Regions from separate parts of the Gasterosteus aculeatus genome. Here region 1 is linked to region 2. The links are chromatin contacts, called in public Hi-C maps. All regions are on one chromosome and are shown on one strand. The core of a region is the stretch at or near the end of the contact, and the rest is flanking DNA. Distances in the headings are between cores, read along the strand shown.

Region 1 (4,025 bases), core at 527-3,026, 50 kb before region 2:
TTTAATTGCTATCTCACTTTCCTCCCAGTCCTTCATTTTCTCTTACCCCTGGAGCAAATCAACAGAAAAAATGTAAAAGGACTGACAGGAAAACAATTGCGTTTCAAATTGAACTCCCTGCAGAGTGTGTTCACTTCCTTAACCTGACATCCCTCCTTTCCCCACACATGGCAGAGGAGCAGGCGAGGCGAGCAGCAGCCACACTAACGCCGGGGAGAGGGGGAGAGGGAGGGAGGGGGGGGGAGAGACCGTCCTTTTGAATATGTGTTTTCTGTTTATCATTAGCTGACTGGGTGCTTCATCATTCGGCAAAAATCCCTATCTGCTGAACATAAGGCCGAGAGACAGCGGGGAATCAATCTTTTGTGCTTGGGCAGATAAACACAGGACGCAATCAGGGGGAGACGGAGCGACGGAGCAGGCCGCGGGACTCACGCCGCCGGTGATGGATGGCGGAAGTGAAAGTGTCAGGATGGCATTATGCAAATGGCGAAGGCATCCGAGCATCGCCCCGGTGATTATGGGAGATGGGAGAGCAGCCTGTGGTCCCCCTGGCACCCAGGCAGCCATTTTGGGGGCTGGTTGTCTCCCACCAGAGCTGCAGAAAAGGGGAGGAGGAGGAGGAGGAGGAGGAGGAGGAGGAGAGGGGATGGATAGAGTGCGACTGGGCAAAGAAAGAAGGAGCAGACAAAGGAGGAGTAACAGGGAGGGGAAGAGTTTGTCATGGTATCATTCCCTCACGTGTGGCACCGCCTCACCCCCCCGCCTTCTACCCAAAAAAGGGGGAGGAATCAGTCTACAGGCCAAGTGAGAGGTATCTGTGTCATTTACTGAAACAAACGACCGGCGCTCTCTTTCTGCGGGGTCGCAATGAGGAGGGGGAGCAACATTCACGGTACTAACTGTGAATAATGAACTTGAACTGGACGGAAGGAAAAGCTGATTGGGGGCGATCGCAACAGCAAGCAAAGTCCAACGTGACCCCCGGGTACAATGCTGCCCGTTTCAGCCGTGTCACTTTCACAACCGGGGGATGGGGGGGGGGGGGGGGAAACGCTCGCACACCCGCCGCACTCCGACGACAGGCGAGCGGGCCGCACGCTCCCCCCTGTAACGACCAGGGATGCTGCTGGTATTCAAATTAGGGCTGAAAGTGAGAGCAGGGCCGATACTTCAGGGAGCAGCCGGGGGCCCACCAGGGAGATCCCCGCCGGGCCATTACAGTGAGATTGGAGGAAGATGGAGACGTGGGAAATATGATGGTGCGTGTGAGTTGATGGGGGGGGGGCACAAGTAGGATGCCGCCCGGATGATCTATGCGCACGCGCCCGTGCACGTCGCTGCGTGTGTGCGCGCTGAGGAATTAGCATCTGTGTTTGGATTTGCCCATTTTTCTCCTGTTTAAACGAGGGGGGGGGGGGGGATCAGGGGGGATCAGGGGGGCGTCAGAGATCTCAGAGAATCAACGATCGCAGCTTCACCATATTATTTCTTTGAATTGATGCCATCGTTTCTCAAGTGGAATGCGTTCATCCCGTCTCGGTCTTCACAATCTCAAACTGTGGTCCGGTTTCTCTCCTTGAGCCTGCGCGCATCCTCTGTCTGTGTCGGCGAGCGCTTGTCCTCCACCTCTTAACTTTACCACTCGCCTCCACACACAGACAATACCAGTCCGTTCCGCCTGATTGGACCCATTTGCATTGGACACCTCCTCTGCATATTGATTGATGGGTTTAATCAGCGAATCAGGGGGAGCGCTCAGACATCAATCTCTGTCAGGGCCATACCTTTTTTTTCCGAGCCTGTGATTCCCTGCTAGGACTCATCAAGGAAAGCAAGTTTAGACAGAGAGCAAAGAGAGGGGAAAAAAAGAAGAAAGGCATGTGGGGAATGGAAGGACAGACGTATTAGAAATAACTCTGATTGTCCTCAGTAAAAATAGATCAGGTGTATCCTGAGGGAAGGCCGGCCAAATGTGAAGCCTTCAATGAAATATGGAAATGAAAAAGCTGATTTAAACAGGTTTTACATACACAGCAATAAAGAATGACAAAATGTAGATTTACTACAGTTCTCGTTCCAGAATATTGCAACATATATCGTGTTTTACAGATGTAGTTGTTGTTGAGTGTATTTTGACACACATATTTGAAAATAAATGAGATCATCCTCCTAATTCTGTCTCATTTCACAGGTCCACAGCTGTAAAAGTCACATGATCAACAGAAAGGTCTTTTTACCCCCCTCCCCGCTGTTTGTGTGCGCGGGAGCGCCTCCGTGCACCTTGTACAGTTGTATATATAGAAAGTGTTAATTGAGCTGTGATTGCCATTGTGTGCTTCATCGGGGGAAGTACAAGAACCCCCCCACCCCCCCCACCCCCCCACCACCACCTTACCCATGTCAATGTGAGAGTTTACCTGTGACACGTCGAGCTGACAGATACTTCGTTTCCTTCTCACTTGATAATTACTGCAACGCAAACTCAATTAAAAGCACGCAGCTCAAAGTGGGAGAAGGTGGATTAAGACACGAATAAAAACACAGATCCAGGGGTTACATATTTTTACAGATCTGTCACAAACATATTTTGTGTGAGAATTGTAACACAAAAAAAGTCAGATAATAGTTAGTTTTTTTGGTCCTATATGAGGACATTCGATTCCACCAATGAATGACATCATTAATGGATTCATGTCTTATATTAAACTAAATCACTTCCTGCGTGAACCTGTCCTCAACCTAAAGACTCACACCATTCAGCTTTGGAGAGTAAAAGAAAAAAAAGGAACACATTGCAACATGCCCGTTTTTGGAGGAAGAAACTTTTAATACCCACAGCTCTTAATGACGGCGCTGCAATTAGAGTGGCTGCATTTTTGCGCTCGCCGCGAGTCAAAGGAAAACAAATAAAGCAGCTAGATTTAGAAACCTTATTAGACTTTGAGTCCCTCAGCAATTAAAGTATTACAGCTGAAGTGCTTCTGTGAACCCACCGATGGAAAGCATTTAGGTGGTCTCTCCTTTACTGGTGGTCTGTTACTTGGCATTTTCCCTCTTTTTCTCATTTGCACCATTCAGAGAAGCAATTGTTTCGTTTTTTTTTTTAAGTGTAAGCATGTTGTGAAAAGGCCTTCGATAATAAATGTCTTGACATCACAGCGTCGGTCGAGGACAAAATGTGTTCATGATAACTTTTCTGGCCCGTGCTTGTTTCTACATACAGAGATTACGATTACAGACCACACATAATGCACATTGAGACATATATTCCAATGCATTGGTTTACGAGTTCAAATAAACACATCTTGTCTTTTTAGGAATTCATTCTTTAATCTTCTAGCTGCAGCGTTATCCCCACGTACTGTCTAAATTGGCTTGGCGGTGATGATGCCCTTTGCAACGCAATCTCTCCAATTTGATGCTTTATCAAATTACTAACCCGGAGGAAATTGATGGTATCGTCTGTGGCAAAGCATTGATGTAGTTTCACTTAGCCTGCAACACTATGCTTCTAATTGAAAGATTAGATTCCTCTAGATTTTCTTTCCATCTTCATACCAATTATAATTATACAGAAAAGCTGCTTTAAATGTACATTTCGCAAATAAAAGCAGGTTATATAGGACTTATTGATTGCACAGAATTGAATGATTCATCTTTTTGATTAACTTCAACGGTGGAAGTGTTAAAGTAACCAACAGAGTTTCATTTTCTGTCGCATATTTGCATTTAATGATACATTTTGGAAAGAGCGGAGTAATAAAAGACGGACATGTGATGTGCCACTAGGGGGGGTGGTGGTGATGCCTTTTGGGCCGGTATGTGTTGAAAGAAATACACCACACAGGACGCTCCGTCTCATATTCACACAGGCAGGTATGACCCCCCCCCCAAGGCAAAGAGAATGAAGAGAAAAAGAGAATATTTATCGTTGAGTCTCGTTCTCTCTGCCAGCTAACACCATAACCCCCCTCCCCCTCCCAGTGCTGACCTCCTCCTCCCAGACCCGCTTCCTACACCTC
Region 2 (4,198 bases), core at 1,667-4,166:
ACAGGTGCATCTGTGCACACGCACACACTCAATTTGAGAACACGTTGTTCTCGTGGAGAGACAACAATCGGATAGAAAAAAGACAAAGGAGGGCGATTGCTTATTTGTTGTTTGCTGATCTGTTTAAAGTCCGGGTTTCGGCACTGCATTGATCTCCAAAAAGAAAGACAGGAAAAAGTCCAGCGCTTCCCTAATGGTGCAGCCGTTGAGGCCACAGTTGAGCGGGACGGTGTGTACCATGAGAGAGAACAGGTAGGGCGAGATTCAGCATCCTGCTGCTTCTGCTCCGAGAGCCGACAGCGTCGACTGAGCACAACATCAAACATTTGGCAGCATGTGAATATAAGACGTAGTTAAATCTCCCCTGACAGCTCAGCACTGATTCTAAATTCAAAAAAAAAAAACTTTAGGCAAGAACAGATGCATCTCTGCAGACACTTTGAGCCAAACACGGACATTTAAAAAAATTTAAAACTCAATGTGTGACATTAATTATCAGCAGCCGTTCAGTTTGGACTATTTGCTTACTGCAGGTGCTGTGAGGTTCACAAATATGTAAAAAAAAAAGAAAAAAAAAGAAGATGTCAAACAAAGTGACTAGAAGGAGGATAATCAAATATTTGACAGTGGTCGAAATGTTTGCCATTTCCCTAAAAACAAATGAACAAATGAAACTGTCAATTATTTATCATAATGCACGCAGGTAAATGTTGAACAAAGACACACATGCCGACGGTGAAACGTTGCACACTCTTAAACGTATTGAGGAGTAACAAGTTGGCCTACGCCTTAATTAAATGATTGTGATCGAGATAAATATTCAAGCTGGATCAGAATTTGATCTCCGCCTTTAATCCGGCGAGGATCCTTTCTCAACCAAAAAACAAAATAGCAAATATCGAGATTTAGAGAGAGGGAGAGAGACAGACAGACAGACAGAACATGAATGGAGGAAATGATTGGTCTAAATGCTAAATGTGTCGGCTGGGACAGAATTTGTCAGAACCTTTCCTACACACACACAGATTGAGCGGAGATTACACGATGAACTTCTGCTATGAATTACCCAGATTAGGCCTCGATGAAATTAGATTCAGACAAAGCAGAGCGCCGGGAGATGAAGGTTAGATTGGTGTAATGGAATTTAAATTGGATTAAGCAACTTTTTAATGATATGCCACAAATAAGCAAAAACATACTTACTCAGATTAAATATGCACGATCAAAACTTTGGTCTTAGCTCTGGAAATCTTCAATCAAAGTCATAACTCTTTGTTTGTTAAATATTGTGGAAAAGTTCAGAGTTTGTGTTGCGTTTATATTATTGGTCAGATTGCAAACTGAACATAATTCTTTACACACTTCTGTTGTGTATTAAGCTTTTAAAAGGTGCTTTAAAGTGCAGAAAGGCCTTTGAGTGTCAACATTTTTATAATTAATGACTGCATGTGTGTGTGTGTGTGTGTGTGTGTGTGTGTGTGTGTGTGTGTGTGTGTGTGTGTGTGTGTGTGCGTGCGTGCATGTGCGTGTGTGTGTGTGTGTGTGTGGAATAGAAATAGATATTTTAAATTCAAACACATTTAAATCCAGACACCCCGTGCAGTCTCCAAATAATGTTGAACAAAGCGCATAAATGTGCACGTTGCCACATGTTGCAGGAAGAAAAATCTAAATTGAATTGCGCTGCTTCGTGCGTGCACACGCAGACGTGCACACACGCAGGCACGTAACCTGCCAGTCCCACCGAAGATGTGCTCAAATCTTTCGGTTGCATAAAGCTGCAACAGGCGCATTCAAATATATCACTGAATTGTTTTTGCTAGTTGCAAATGTGCATTATAACAAGTGTTCAAATCCACTTTAATATTTAATAATATTTCACATGGCACAAAAAAAGGCGACTGAAGTTATTGTCTGTGATTAGCTGCTCTGTCCGGCACATTTCCACCGGCTTAAAAACATCCACGGATCTAAGTCAAATAAATCAAATCAAATCAATAAATGCACATGGTACATAGAATAAGTGCACTTGACGTGGAGTGAGTGAGTCTTTCGGGTATTTAACTCACCGCGTGCTGTCTCCCTGCGCGTCAACGAGAAGTGCTGCGGGTTCACCTGCTTGCGGCGGGACATGGCCCCGGCATTTACTCTGGCATCGCCCGGTGAACGGCACTGGGAGTCGGCTCGCACCGTGGTGTCGGTCCACTCTGGCTGGCAGGTGACCAACTTCTCCCCCCTCCTCTCCTAATCCGTCTAACGTGCGCAGTCCTACTTGGACGGGCGCGGACGCGCGCGAGCGCAGGGACCGTCTCTTCGCGGTGTCCCGCGGCGGGATCGGAGGAAGCGGCACCGGGGGCTGAAGAAGCCAAAGTGTGCGGCTTACGGAGCAGCGGCGGCGGTGCGCGGGGATGTTAAAAAAAATAAATTTAAAAAAGGGTCCTGGACAGCGCGCCTCTGCAGCGGCAGCGACGGCAGAAGAAGTCCACTGCTGCCGGCTTTTGGTTTGTATTTGGCTCCCCTTTTTATGGTTTTAATGATATGATCGTATCATCTGCGGGTCAAACGGCTCCTGTTAATTCTAGGATTCCCTACAGCGGCTCCGCTTCGGCGCTGCGCTGAAATGACCCTTTGGCACTGACTCCTCCGGCGCGTTTTGGCATCGGTGCGCGGAACGGCAACTCTTGGCTCTGGTGGCAGAAGCTTCGCTGATTGAGAGAGAAAGCGTGACAGGCTGGCGGGAGGGGGGCGGAAGGGGGGGGCGGAAGGGGGGGGGGGGGGGGGGGGGCAGGGGGGCGGGCAGACAAGACACCTCCTCCTCCTTCTCGTCCAACAAGCTCAGGTCCGATGTTTCCTGGTGTCCTACGGTGTCGATGCGCCTCTCCTTGACTCACACGAGGAGGGAGGACGCATTTGTGTGTGAGCAGACACAGCTCTAGGGGTTTTCATGAATGCGTGTGCGTGTGTGTGTGTGTGTGTGTGTGTGTGTGTGTGTGTGTGCGTGGCTCGGGTTGCGGGACGAGCTTCAAGTTCAAGAGCGTCCGCAGAGGCGCGCGGACAACATAACACGTGGACACCAGCGGTCTCCATCCACTCATCACTAGTACTACTCATACTACTACTAGTAGTACTAGTACACACTACTAGTCCACTGTGTTAGTCCACCACCTCAAATCCCTCCCCGATGGACATGGCACGATGTCCAGGACTTTCCATTTCTCTGTCCGCCTTTTGTTCTTTAGTGAGTTAACTTAACAGTCGGTTAACTGACCAAATCTGTTGATTCGTCCTCTTTCATGAATTGTTGGTTGAAAAAGTACAAAGAAAAATAATTTGTTGGACAATTTTTCAACCCAACAGCATGGAACGTCAGTTAGGAGGTTCATGGTGGACACAGGAGTGAAATGTGCAGCAGTCAGAAGTAGAAGGGTAATAAAAGCGAAGACTAAAGCCACAGTGGACAGTAGGTGAGGCCAGGAGGGGGGGGGGGGGGCAGTCAATCAAAGGATCTTTAAACGAAGACGAACACAGGATCTTCAACGTGGGCCGACGCCATCGTGGCGGATTTCCTGAACCTTTGCTTTGTTGCCTGCAGTTGATTTAAACCCGTCCTTTTTAGTAACCTGACATTTTATTTGGTTTGCAGGAAAATAAGTCGTGCATAATTCACGCCGCTGAGCCTGAGGAGCCAATAGACTCCGTTGCAGGACCGTTTCCCAGTCACACCTCGATCGGACCAAATGAAGGTTCAAAGGTCAACTTGAATTCAGAAAACGAATACTTTATTGTGACACAGTCCAAGCAGTGAACATAACCTCATAACACTCTATTTCCTCAAACTGCATCAGAGGGGGGGGGGGGGGGTTGTAGGGGGGCAGAAGGCTTCACCTTTGTGGTCGGGGATCATTTAAAGATGTCGTGAGGCAACAGTACCCTCTGTTGGCGCATTAAAGGACACATTACCAACCTGCCTTGCTACACTTTTTTTTTAAATGAAGCCTCCTCAATTCGCTATTTACGCCGTTGAAAATGTGAGAGAGTCCTTAAAGAGCAGAGCCGGTTCCCTCAGTGGTCAATTAATGCCACTAACGGGCAATCGTTCCGCACATAGTTCCCCCGCGTTCGTTTGGATGAGAGGAAGCCTCACGCCGGCTGCAGCTCGGCTATAAAACACACTCAAGTTTATTCATTTTTTCCCGAC

The links. A called contact is a pair of places that touch in the nucleus more often than the background predicts.
Region 1: a Hi-C map of whole body shows a contact between it and region 2, with 5 times the contacts expected there. The contact joins the enhancer-like site here to the promoter of bcl11bb in region 2. A contact is called at or near these places in 3 of 6 Hi-C or Micro-C datasets (skeletal muscle, tail fin and whole body).

What each region holds. Positions count from the first base shown.
Region 1 is chr18:2,608,547-2,612,571 of fGasAcu3.hap1.1, reverse strand. No RefSeq gene overlaps it. Among protein-coding and RNA genes, the nearest start is that of bcl11bb, 50 kb to the right of the region's middle. Within about 2 kb of position 1,776, at least 3 of the 9 cell types and tissues checked have open chromatin away from gene starts, as enhancers often do.
Region 2 is chr18:2,559,202-2,563,399 of fGasAcu3.hap1.1, reverse strand. bcl11bb (BCL11 transcription factor B b) reads right to left here and starts at 2,916. Exons shown (of 3, transcript XM_040160800.2): 1 at 2,070-2,916. The coding sequence starts at 2,133.